2 separate regions of the Mus musculus genome follow, and region 1 is linked to region 2. Evidence: chromatin contacts called from public Hi-C data. All regions are on one chromosome and are shown on one strand. The core of a region is the stretch at or near the end of the contact, and the rest is flanking DNA. Distances in the headings are between cores, read along the strand shown. Region 1 holds the start of 1700010L04Rik (a long non-coding RNA gene). Region 2 has its middle 9.7 kb from the start of Gm29796.

Evidence for each region. Hi-C and Micro-C count contacts between places; a contact is called where the count stands out from the background.
Region 1: a contact with region 2 is called in a Hi-C map of bone marrow-derived macrophages, with 2.4 times the contacts expected there. The contact joins the promoter of 1700010L04Rik here to the enhancer-like site in region 2. A contact is called at or near these places in 2 of 484 Hi-C or Micro-C datasets (bone marrow-derived macrophages and uterus) and 3 of 115 datasets of contacts at active chromatin or transcription factors (embryonic fibroblasts and embryonic stem cells).

Annotation. Positions count from the first base shown.
Region 1 is chr7:82,849,040-82,854,072 of GRCm38.p6, reverse strand. It overlaps 1700010L04Rik (a long non-coding RNA gene), which reads right to left and starts at 2,474. Exons shown (of 5, transcript XR_378283.4): 1 at 1,816-2,474; 2 at 12-126. It overlaps Gm36584 (a long non-coding RNA gene), which reads left to right. Exons shown (of 5, transcript XR_003946820.1): 3 at 1,463-1,858.
Region 2 is chr7:82,798,406-82,803,932 of GRCm38.p6, reverse strand. No RefSeq gene overlaps it. Among named protein-coding and RNA genes, the nearest start is that of Gm29796, 9.7 kb to the left of the region's middle. Within about 2 kb of position 1,427, at least 10 of the 459 cell types and tissues checked have an H3K27ac peak or open chromatin away from gene starts, as enhancers often do. A contact at or near this core is called in bone marrow-derived macrophages, where this site is marked.

The DNA of each region.
Region 1 (5,033 bases), core at 1,225-3,724, 49 kb before region 2:
AAAAAAATTACCTGGGGTACCTGAGGCTGCAGAAGGCCAGGAACAATTGGATTGGTTCCAGCTCCTTGCGGCCATAGCCAGTTGAATGAAACATCAGACAGCTACTAATATTAAATTCATGTAGATCTACATAGAGAAAACAGACAGCATTTCATGTTAAAATCGCTTTGCACTTGAGGGGCCAGAACCCTAGAAAGAAAATCCACATATGCTGTTAACGTTGCCAACCTGGATTTTGATTGTGGATTGATCATGTATTTTCACTAATAGCTTTCATTGTTTCTAGTAAGGATTAAATTCCCAGGAAATGTGCCCCGAGAAAGGAATGATTACATCTTTACAATTATGTAAACATTCCCTGGAGAGTGTCTCTGCTGGCACTAAACATTCCAGAAAAGAAACTCTTAATTTTAAAGTTCTGTCTGGTACACACACACACACACTTCTCTCTCTCTCTCTCTCACACACACACACACACACACACACACACTCACACACATATCCATACACTTACACATACATACACACACAGATACAAATACACACACTCGCACACATTTACTCATACACTCACATAGTCACATACACACACTCAAACACACACACATATACTCACATATTCTCACACACATACACATGCTCACTATGTTGAGGTTTAATCTGTTGTTATGTATCATAATGCTAAATCTGTACCTGAAGATCTAGTTGCCTGTGAGTGAATTCTCACAGTTACCAGCTTGTGTTGTGCAAACCTTGCTCCTTAATTTAAAGCTATTGGTTAATAAGGATACCTACAGTTTATAGCTGGGCAGAAGAGAGGTAGGAAGAGCTTCCATTCCTGGGCTTGGGGTCTGAGGAGAGACAGGAAGGAGAGGGAGGAGAGGTGAAGGAAGAGGAGACCATGGTGAGGTGGGTCGTGAGAGCATGGCCATGAGGACCAGCCACTTGGAGTAGGAGCAGCCCAGGCAGAACATGACAAGTGATATATCCGGGTTACTGACAGGGAAGTAGACAACATAGTTCAGAAGACTGATATCAGCCCAGTTCTTGTGCTTTAAGCTTATTATAAAGGGGTTGTGTCTTTTATTTGGGAACTAAATGATCTAAGGTGTGTAGAAACCCCCAGTTAATGTTTCCCACTACACACTAACACGGACACACACACACACACACACACACACACACACACACACGCTTCCCATTCCTACCTTTAACAGGAGGAACTGGGAACTGGCCTGCCCTGGGCTGAGTGCCCTCCCTTCGCTAGAGGTTCCTGCTGCAGATCAGTTGTTGAGCTGAGGCTATGCTATGGGCTGTGAAAAGAACTAGCCTCACTCAGGAACATGGTGTCTACTCTACAGCCCCATCGTCCTCAGCCCCACCCTGCCTGCTTAGCTTCCTGGGGTGCAGTTCCTTTAGTCACCCCCACACACTGAATACAGGCTTTTATCTTTCTTTGCAGGATTTGGGGAAGCTTTACACATCAGAATCAGAACCGGGAAAAGGCTGAGGGAGCATCCAGGACCACCATCTCCAACCATTTTTCTTTAAATCTTAAAAGCTTGTGATTTCTTTAAAAACTAAGTCAAATGTCTTCAAGCAAGGCATGAGTACTAACATCTTGGTCAAGGTTAAGGCAGAGTGGGATGGAAATGAAAGGCCCCTGAAATGTTCCAGAACTGACCCCATCTCTCACCCCCCCTCCCCGCTTCCCTTCCCCCTCCCCCACAGCCTCCTCCTCTTCCTTTTCATTTACTGGCTATCATGAATCTTTTGAAGCTCACAGACTCCGTTGCTATGCCAGATGCACAGTACCTTCCAGGGGTATCTCCATGTACTCATTTGTAGAATCAGGAAGGTAAGTCTGAAGGGGACTTGTTTCAAGTGATTTCATTCTTCTAAAATGTCGGTAGGCTCCAAGCTCCCCCAGAAAGGACTCGAACACCAATTATGAGGACCTCAACTTGCACCAGTATATCACACTACTCACGAGTGGAACTCCATCTCGAGTGACATCACACTGCTCACACATGGGACTCCATCCTGAGTGTCCTTGTTTTAAATTATTTTCACTTGATAGTTTTTATGGGGTTAAGACTGGTGGAAATGATGCTTGCCCTGACATGTATCTCCCTCTGCGCTACGCGTATGCACACACACTTCCTTCATCTCTCACCAGGATCTTGGGGCTCTGTCCACTCCTTTTCCTTAACCTGATCCAGACTCACCCACTTCCTTCCCCTGCCAACTGAGAAACCTCCACTTCTCTTTCTCTGTGTTATTTTGGGAGCTCTTTAACCTTTGTGTCTTAGTTTCCACTTTTGTGAAATGTGAGGCTCTTTTATACTGCACTCAATGCAGCTAGCCTTGGAACACAATAGTAAGTTACATATAAACTCTCTACCTGGGCCTGTTGGAGATGTGAGCAAATGCCCAGGTAGAGCACAACCAATAATAGGCTAAAGTGAACCAATGATTTTATTGGGGTTACTTATAAGAACACAGGTGACTCAGGCAGCTATGTCACTGAAAACCCATCCCAGCATGGATGACCTCATAAAAGCAATATCTCTGACACTCTCTGCACAACTTGCAGGCAATTCCATGAGAGAGTCTCCTCTCTCCAGTAACCGTGACGGCTTGTGCAACCTTTGGGATGGGCTTCATGGGGGCTGGGTCTCGAGTCTTGTAATGTTCTTAAGAACTCTCATAACTTTGTCGTGTGTTTAGCATCTCTAAGGAGTGTAGCCACTAGGAAGAAATAGCTACCCAAGATCCTGGTATAAAGGAAGTAATCTCACAGAGATGTTCTGAAGATGTTTGTGGGGGAATTGTATGCAGAAGGACAGTCCAGGGGTTAGTGGCTAACACTTTCATGCTGACCTCAGGCATGGGGGTGAGAGGGTGAGAAGCTGACTGCACAGCCTTGTCATAGTGAATGGGACCAGCAGATGCGAGGCCATGGATAGCCTTAACTGTTCCTCTCACAGAGAATAAGTCTGCAGTCACACAGATGCTACTGTGCCCTCAGGCCTGTGACCCAGCAGCAGCATGCTCCAGTTGTAGGCCTCACTGTTCTGGAGGGAGCTACATCTGTGGCTGGAATCCAGCCACCATCTGTGTCTCTGGCCCAGAATGTGATGGGGACTTCTGGAAGCACAGACATGCCTGTGCGCCTAGCATCACATCTGCAGGGAAACGCTCTGCCTCTGGTAGAACTGGGCCAGCTGAACTGTGGGCACATTCAAGACTCATGAATAGGTCCAGAACAGAGGCTGTGTTGGTCCAACTGCAGGCTCCTACAGCCTCCAGGCTCCACGGCCTCCAGGCCGTTATACCTCTGCTCGTCAATGATTTTGTTCACGCTGAAGTTTTAGGGGTTTTGGGTTGTTTGTTTTGTTTCGTTTGTTCTGTTGTTTTGCTCTTTTAACTTTCAACTGGGACTTAATTCAAACTTTCAGAAAATTTGTAAAACTAAGAATAATACAAAGAACCCTCATCCATTCAGATTCTTACGCTGTTGCTAGAGTTGTTAGTGTCACACATTTCTCCCACTGTCTTTGTCATTGGTATCTTTCTGCTTCACCTTTGATGCTCTTCTCCTCATGTATTCTCTCTCTCTCTCTCTCTCTCTCTCTCTCTCTCTCTCTCTCTCTCTCAGACACACACACACACACACACACACACACAATTCCTGAAATACCTGTGAACCAGGTACACACCATGACCCTTGAACTTGGAACTCTTGGTATCTAAGAATGAGGTATTCTCTTACAAAACCATGTTCCATGGATTAACTTTGGTAAACTCAACCTTGACAGAATTCTATAAAATCTACTGTCTAGTTCCAACACTGTCCATAAGGTCAAAGCTTTGTGAATTCTCTTTCATGTAATGTGTATGTGTGTGTGTGTGTGTGTGTGTGTGTGTGTGTGTGTGTGTGTGTACATATGTATGAAAGATAGATAGATACATACATACATACATGCATACATGCATACATGCATACATACATGAGAATCTCAACTACATTAAACTGGACCTACCTGGTAGCTCACACTTGTAATCTCAACACTTGGGAGGCTGAGGCAGGAATGCAGAGAATTTGAGACCAGCTTAGACTGCATAGCAAGACTCTGTCTCAGAAAAATAAAAAATAAAAATATAACTACTGTATTGTAAAGGCTCACATAGATTTAAAAATCCCCAGCTTTATGGCTAAATTAAGACATGTACATGTTTAGATGTTCCCTAGGTCATTTCATGATCCTCTTCTTGTTGTAAATATGACATGAGAGTCCAGTGTCTGCCCTGCAACTGGAAGCTAGAGTCCCCAAGTGTTTAAACAATGGATCATACCATGTAAAGGCAGCCTCAGGGATGGTTTGCTGGAGGGAATCTGCCCAGGTCCATAGCAGGTTAGTCTACACCTCTAACAGTTATCCATGTAACATCCCCTAGGCTAGACACCAAATACACAAGTATAGAAAGTAAGTCTCTGATACAGATTTCCTGATGTGTCAACTGAGAACCCAGACTTAGCAGGAAACCCAACGTGGATTATACCACACAGCTGAACCCACAGACTTCCACCCACCTTTACTCCCTGGGATTCTTGGCCAAGTGATTATGCCTGAGTCTGTTTCCTCATGTGCAGATACTCCTTGTCTTAAGATGGGGTTACATCACCCCAAAACCCCTAAGTTGAAAATATTCTAAGTTCAAAATGAATATGCAAGTTGAGTATCTTTTCTGTGAAATGGCTGGTGGAGAACTGCTTTAGATTTCTCTAGATTTGAAATTATTTGCATATGTATAATGAGATACCCTGGGGGATAGGACTGACAAGTCTTAAACATAAAATTCACTTGTGTTTCATACACACTTTATACACACAGCCTAAAGGTAATTTTATGCAACATTGTAGTTCACCTGCATTTTGACTGCAACCTGTCACATGAGGTCATGTTTGGGATTTTCCACTTGGAGTGTCATTTCAGCTCTCAAAACGTTACCAAGTTCAGAGCACTTCA
Region 2 (5,527 bases), core at 178-2,677:
AAGAAAAATGGCAGAAGGCTGAGGACTGTCTGGTGAGAGCTCTTGGTGGGTAGGTAGGTAGGTTGGTTGGTTTGTTGGTAGGTTGGTTGAAAGGTTTTTACAACAGGAGTACCAAAGATATGGCTTTAACTGGCTCACCACACCATGGGACCTTCCCTGGAGTCTACCCATCATTCCTGTTCTCCTGAAGTGAAGGCCCAGGATGCCAACTGGATTAGGAGGGACATGATTTTATTCGGGTGCTTTCCGGGATTGAGATAAAGAAGCAACTGTGTGAACCCCTTATCAGCATCATCTTTCCCTGGATTCTTCGCCCATCCTCGGTCTTCAGGTCCAGCTTCTAACAGGTCAGCATCCACCAATGGCCAGACTGTGTGCAGCCTCTGAATTCCCTCTGCCTCCCAGTTCTAATGCCCCACTCACCATACCAACCCCACTGCTAGACACACAGCCAAGGAGCCTGACACCCATCTTTGATACCACTCCCAGGCTAGACTTGCCATTTGTAGAGCCCAAGCTCCTGGCCGGCAGGCAGGGCAGACACTATGGAGGCAGATCTTTACCTCTAGCAGGGTTTGGGCTCCTGTTTTGATCCCTTTACTCACACAGCTAGGTTTGGATTTGTTTTTGGAACTCTGATGTTCCACTATTTAAGAACTAGTATGAGGGCCAGAGCAGTGGCTCAGGGGTTAAGAGCACTCACTGCTCTTCCAGCAGACCTGGTTTTGGTTTCCAGCACCCATGTTCCCTGCAGAAAGGGAAGACATAGTGGGTGGGCTCACAACCATGTCCTGCTCCAGTTCTAGGGCATCTGATGCCTCCTTAGCACCAGGCACACACAAGTACTGCTCATATATACAGGCAAAACTCCACTCACATAAAATAAAATTAAAATAAAAAAGAATCAATAAAGTGGTCCATATTGATGTGCAAATATTTTCCGAAGGGTTAAGGTGCCAGAGAATGAACCCCTTGGCTCATCAGTTTTCTTTACGTTGAACTCTGGGCAGCAGTAATTTGTGCTTAGGGACTGGCTTGGGTAGTGCTGTAGTCTGGATGCTGAATGTCCCTGAAATGCTCAGGTGTTGGAGCTTGGCCACCAGCCTGGGGTACTATTGGGAGAGATGGTAAGTTGGGTCGATGAGAAGATACCCTCGATGGGAATATCAGGGCACCAGCTCTCTCTCTCTCTCTCCATCTTAGCTGTTAGAGGTGATCAGCCATATGTTCCCATTAAGATATTCTGTGCTGCCACAGGCCCAAAAGCCACACAGCCAACGAAGCACAGACTGAAACTGATGGCAAATAAATTGTTCTTCCTCATAAGTTGTTTATCTAAGGTATTTTTGCCACAGTAATGGAAAACAGAATGACACAGATAGGTTGGATGAGCTGTCTAGTGGGAGGAAGGTCAGAGTGACCCCGAAGAGAGGGAAGACCTAGGGGTCAGACACATGACAAGCCTCTGGGAAAAAGGAAGGAACTCCCCAGAGAAAGTGAAACACCGACTCACAAAAAGATACCATAATTCACTCTGCTGACATCAGAATTTCACTTTCTGAAGCCTCAAGAAAGCAGAAGGGAAAAAGGACTAACGACTGACCCCTCTTCTTTGTTTCCTCCCACCTGAGTTTTTCTGAGCCTTCAGCTTCTTTCTACCAGAGCTCTGTAGGCCCCAACCCTCTTCCTTACCACACAGACTCTGCGCAGAACTCTCTGGAGACAAGAAAAGAAATTTCCAACCCCTGGCTACGTGTACTTTCCTCAAGTGTGGGGATAAAAGTTAAATGACATTTTATGAAGAGGGTCCTTAAACCTCAAAACCATCTTCCTCCCTCCCTCCCTCCCTCCCTCCCTCCCTCCCTCCCTCCCTCCCTCCCTCCCTCTCCAGTCCCCCTTTCCAGTGCTGGAGACCAAGCTCAGTCAGAGATCGCCTTGTGCCTCATTTCAGAGGCTGCTTTGGGCAGGGACCCTTCACAATCCTGAAAGGAGCAATTCCCATTTACTTCAGGAGAGGACCTCCAGATTTAATGAGTTAAAATCACCTTCTAGAGGTGATATAACTAGAAGAGACAAGACCAGACCCTGATAGCATCCGGACAGACTCTGGGCTCCTACCTCCAGCAGCACACGGGAGTCATCATGAAAATGAGACACATGGCTGTCCCCAGAGCCTATGGCCAGGAGTTAATGGACCAAGCCTCGGGGCTGAACTTAGCCCAGACTTTATTGGGTTTTTTTTCTCCAATAATTTATTTTGTTTTTATTCACTTATATCTGATCACAATACCACTTCCTCCTTTCCTCTCAGTCCCCACCCTTACAAATCCCTCCCCCACTGCCCTCTACCCTTCTCCTCAGAGAAGGAGGAATCCCCCACTTGGGTACCATCTCACTCTGGGTCATCTATTCCCAACAGGACTAGGCACCGCCTCTCCCACTGAGGCCCAACCAGGCAGTCCAGGTAGAGGGAAAGGGATCTAATGGACGGAAACAAAGACTGAGACAGGCTCTGCTGTGGGAGTTGTTAGGTGTCCCACATAAAGACCAAGCTGCACATTTGCTACAAATGTGTTGTGGGCTTAGGTGCTCCCTGGTTGGCAGCCTAGTCTCTATATGTCCCCAGAGGCCCCTGTTAGTTGACTCTGTAGGTCTTCCTGTGGTGCCTTGACCCCTCTGGCTTGTTCAATTCTATTCCCCACTCTTCCACAAGACTTCCCAAACTCTGCCAGATTGTCTGGCTGTGGGTCTCTGCATCTGCCTCCCTCCATTGCTGGATGAAGCCTCTCAGGAGACATTTATTCTAGGTTCCTGTCTGCAAGCATAGCAGAATACCATTAATAGTGTCAGGGGTTGGCTCTCTCACATGGGATGGGTCTTAAGTTAGGGCAGTCATTGGTTGCCTGTTCCCATCTTTATCGCTATTTTGTAGGCAAGACAAATTTTGGGTTGAAGGTTTGTGGGTGGATTGATGTCCCCCTCTCTCCTCTGAATTCCTGCCTGGCTACAGGAGGTGGCCACTTCAGTCTGTATATCCCCCTCTGGTCGGAATCTCAGCTAGGATCGCCCCCACAAATTGCCTGTGTTCTCCCAGTCCCAGGCCTCCAGCTGGTCCCAGAGATGCGCCCCCCACCCCACTCAGTCCCTGGCCTCCTTGGCCCCTCCTTTCTCCTCCTCTGCCCTCTTCTCCCCACACCTGATTGCCATCCCTGTCCCTTCTTCGTCTTTCTCAGTTCATCTCTGATGACTGTTTAATCTCCCTTTCTGAGTGAGATTTTTGCATCCTCCCTTGGGACCTTCTTACTACCCAGTTTCTTTAGGCCTGTGGTTGTCTTGCACTTTATGGCTAATGTCCACTTATAAGTGAGTACATAACATGCATGTCTTCCTGGGTCTGCATTACCTCACTCAGGATGATATTCTCAAGTTCCATCCATTTGTCTGAAAATTCATGATGTCTTTTCTTTTTTATTTCTTTTTTATTTTTTTTAAAGATTTATTTATTTATTATATGTAAGTACACTGTGGCTGTCTTCAGACACACCAGAAGAGGGAGTCATATCTCATTACGGATGGTTGCGAGCCACCATGTGGTTGCTGGGATTTGAACTCAGGACTTTCCGAAGAGCAGTCAGTGCTCTTAACCACTGAGCCATCTCACCAGCCTGTCTTTTCTTATTTTTTTAATAGCTGAATAGGATTCATTTGTGTAGATGTACCACATTTTCTTTATCCATTCTTCAGTCGAGGGACATCTAGATTGTTTTTAGTTCCTAGTTATTACAAATAAAGCTGTTATGAACCACGTTGAGAAAGTGTTCCCGTGGTATAGTGGGGCATCTTTTGGGTATATGCCCAGGAGTGATCTTGAGGTAAAACTATTCTCAGTTTTCTGAGAAACCACCAAATTGATTTCCAAAGAGGTCAAACAAGTTTGCACACCAGCAATGGAAGAGCGTTCCCCTTGCTCTACATCCTCGCCAGCATGTGCTGTCACTTGAGTGTTTTAGCCACTCTAATAGGTGTAAGATGGGGTCCTAGGGTTTGTTTGGATTATAACTGTTTTTCTTTAAGAGACTCTCTCAATAGTGTGAGCTACTGCCTTGACACACACATTCATCCACCTCGGCTGGCCAATCACCATTTAAAAGAAGCTGAGTCCCAGGACAGGGAGTGGCAGGGGCGAGGGCTCTCTCTGAAGGGATTCAGAAGATACTAGGCAGGGGATGGACCTTGAAAGGGGCCATTCCAATCCAAACACTTCATACTTCAGCCCATATCTCTTTCAACACCCTCTATCTAACAATTTTCAGTCTTTGTCCTCTATGACCTTGGCATTTTAAAATCTGTAGGCCAGTTACTCTATGGGACTCCCCGCAAGTAGAGCTGTCTGCTGTTTCTTCATCACTAAATCCAGGTTATACATTTTTGGGGTGCCAATCCCCCAGAAGTGATGTGTTACTATCAGCCCATGTATGAAATAAACTTGACCCAATATTGGTGACATTTTCGGAGCATTATCTGGAACATGTGTTTCAGAGGGCAGAGAAGGACAGTAGAGATCTGAAATTGCAGATCATCATGCATAGAGACTCTAGAAAGAATTGGCTTTGATGGAAACTGAGACAGAGGCTGATACCTGTGCCTTATCAGGGCCTTGAGAACAAAAAGGCCATATACAGAGGGACTGAGAAACACGGTTGCTTAAAAATCTGGAGACAAAACTTAAGACAAAAGTACCAGCAGATCCAGTGTCTAGCAATGGATGCCCTGTGGTTCCCAGAGTACATTGTTTTCTGTGTGCTCAAATGGTGGATAGGGCCATCGAGGTCCCCTCTAGCCTTATTCATCTCATTCATGGCATGGATCCCACTGAGGAGCACACTACCCTCATTATATTATTACCACCCTGAAACATCATTTCTCAGTATCCTCACATTAGACATTAGAGTCTCAGCCTCTCCATTTGGGGAGGACACAGCCCATAGTCAGTGGGCCAGAGGATGACTTTAAAAAGATTTTCTCAGCATCTTCAGGAATTTCGACTCTATTCCCTGCAGAAGACAGGCACCCTAAGCAGGAAATGCTGTATTCTGCATCTCACTTAGGAAGACAGCTCGAGAAAATAGAGTCCCAAGAAGGAAGGGGAAGGGGAGAATGGCCTAGACCATAACCAGGCTGGTCAATGAGCAGGTAGAGGCAAGATTGTATGAAGCTATTGTCAGAGCACCCTTGGGACAACTGTGACCCACGGAACCCTCCATACTAAGGAGGGTTCCAGGAACCAGTGGGTGGCTAAAGGACCATTCAAGTCGTAATTTGACTACTACAGATAGATAGCTTTAGTCCCAGCCCAAGTCTGGGCTCTGAACCCTGCAGTCTTGCAGGCTGACTTAGGCTGTCTAAATGCAGAGGCAGTTGTCATTTTGATGGGTTCATCTTCTGTGCTGCATGGACATCTGCCCTCTGGTAATGATGCACAGCTTCCTGGAATCCCTGAGTGTGAATTTGTTGGGTGTGGGCTTGG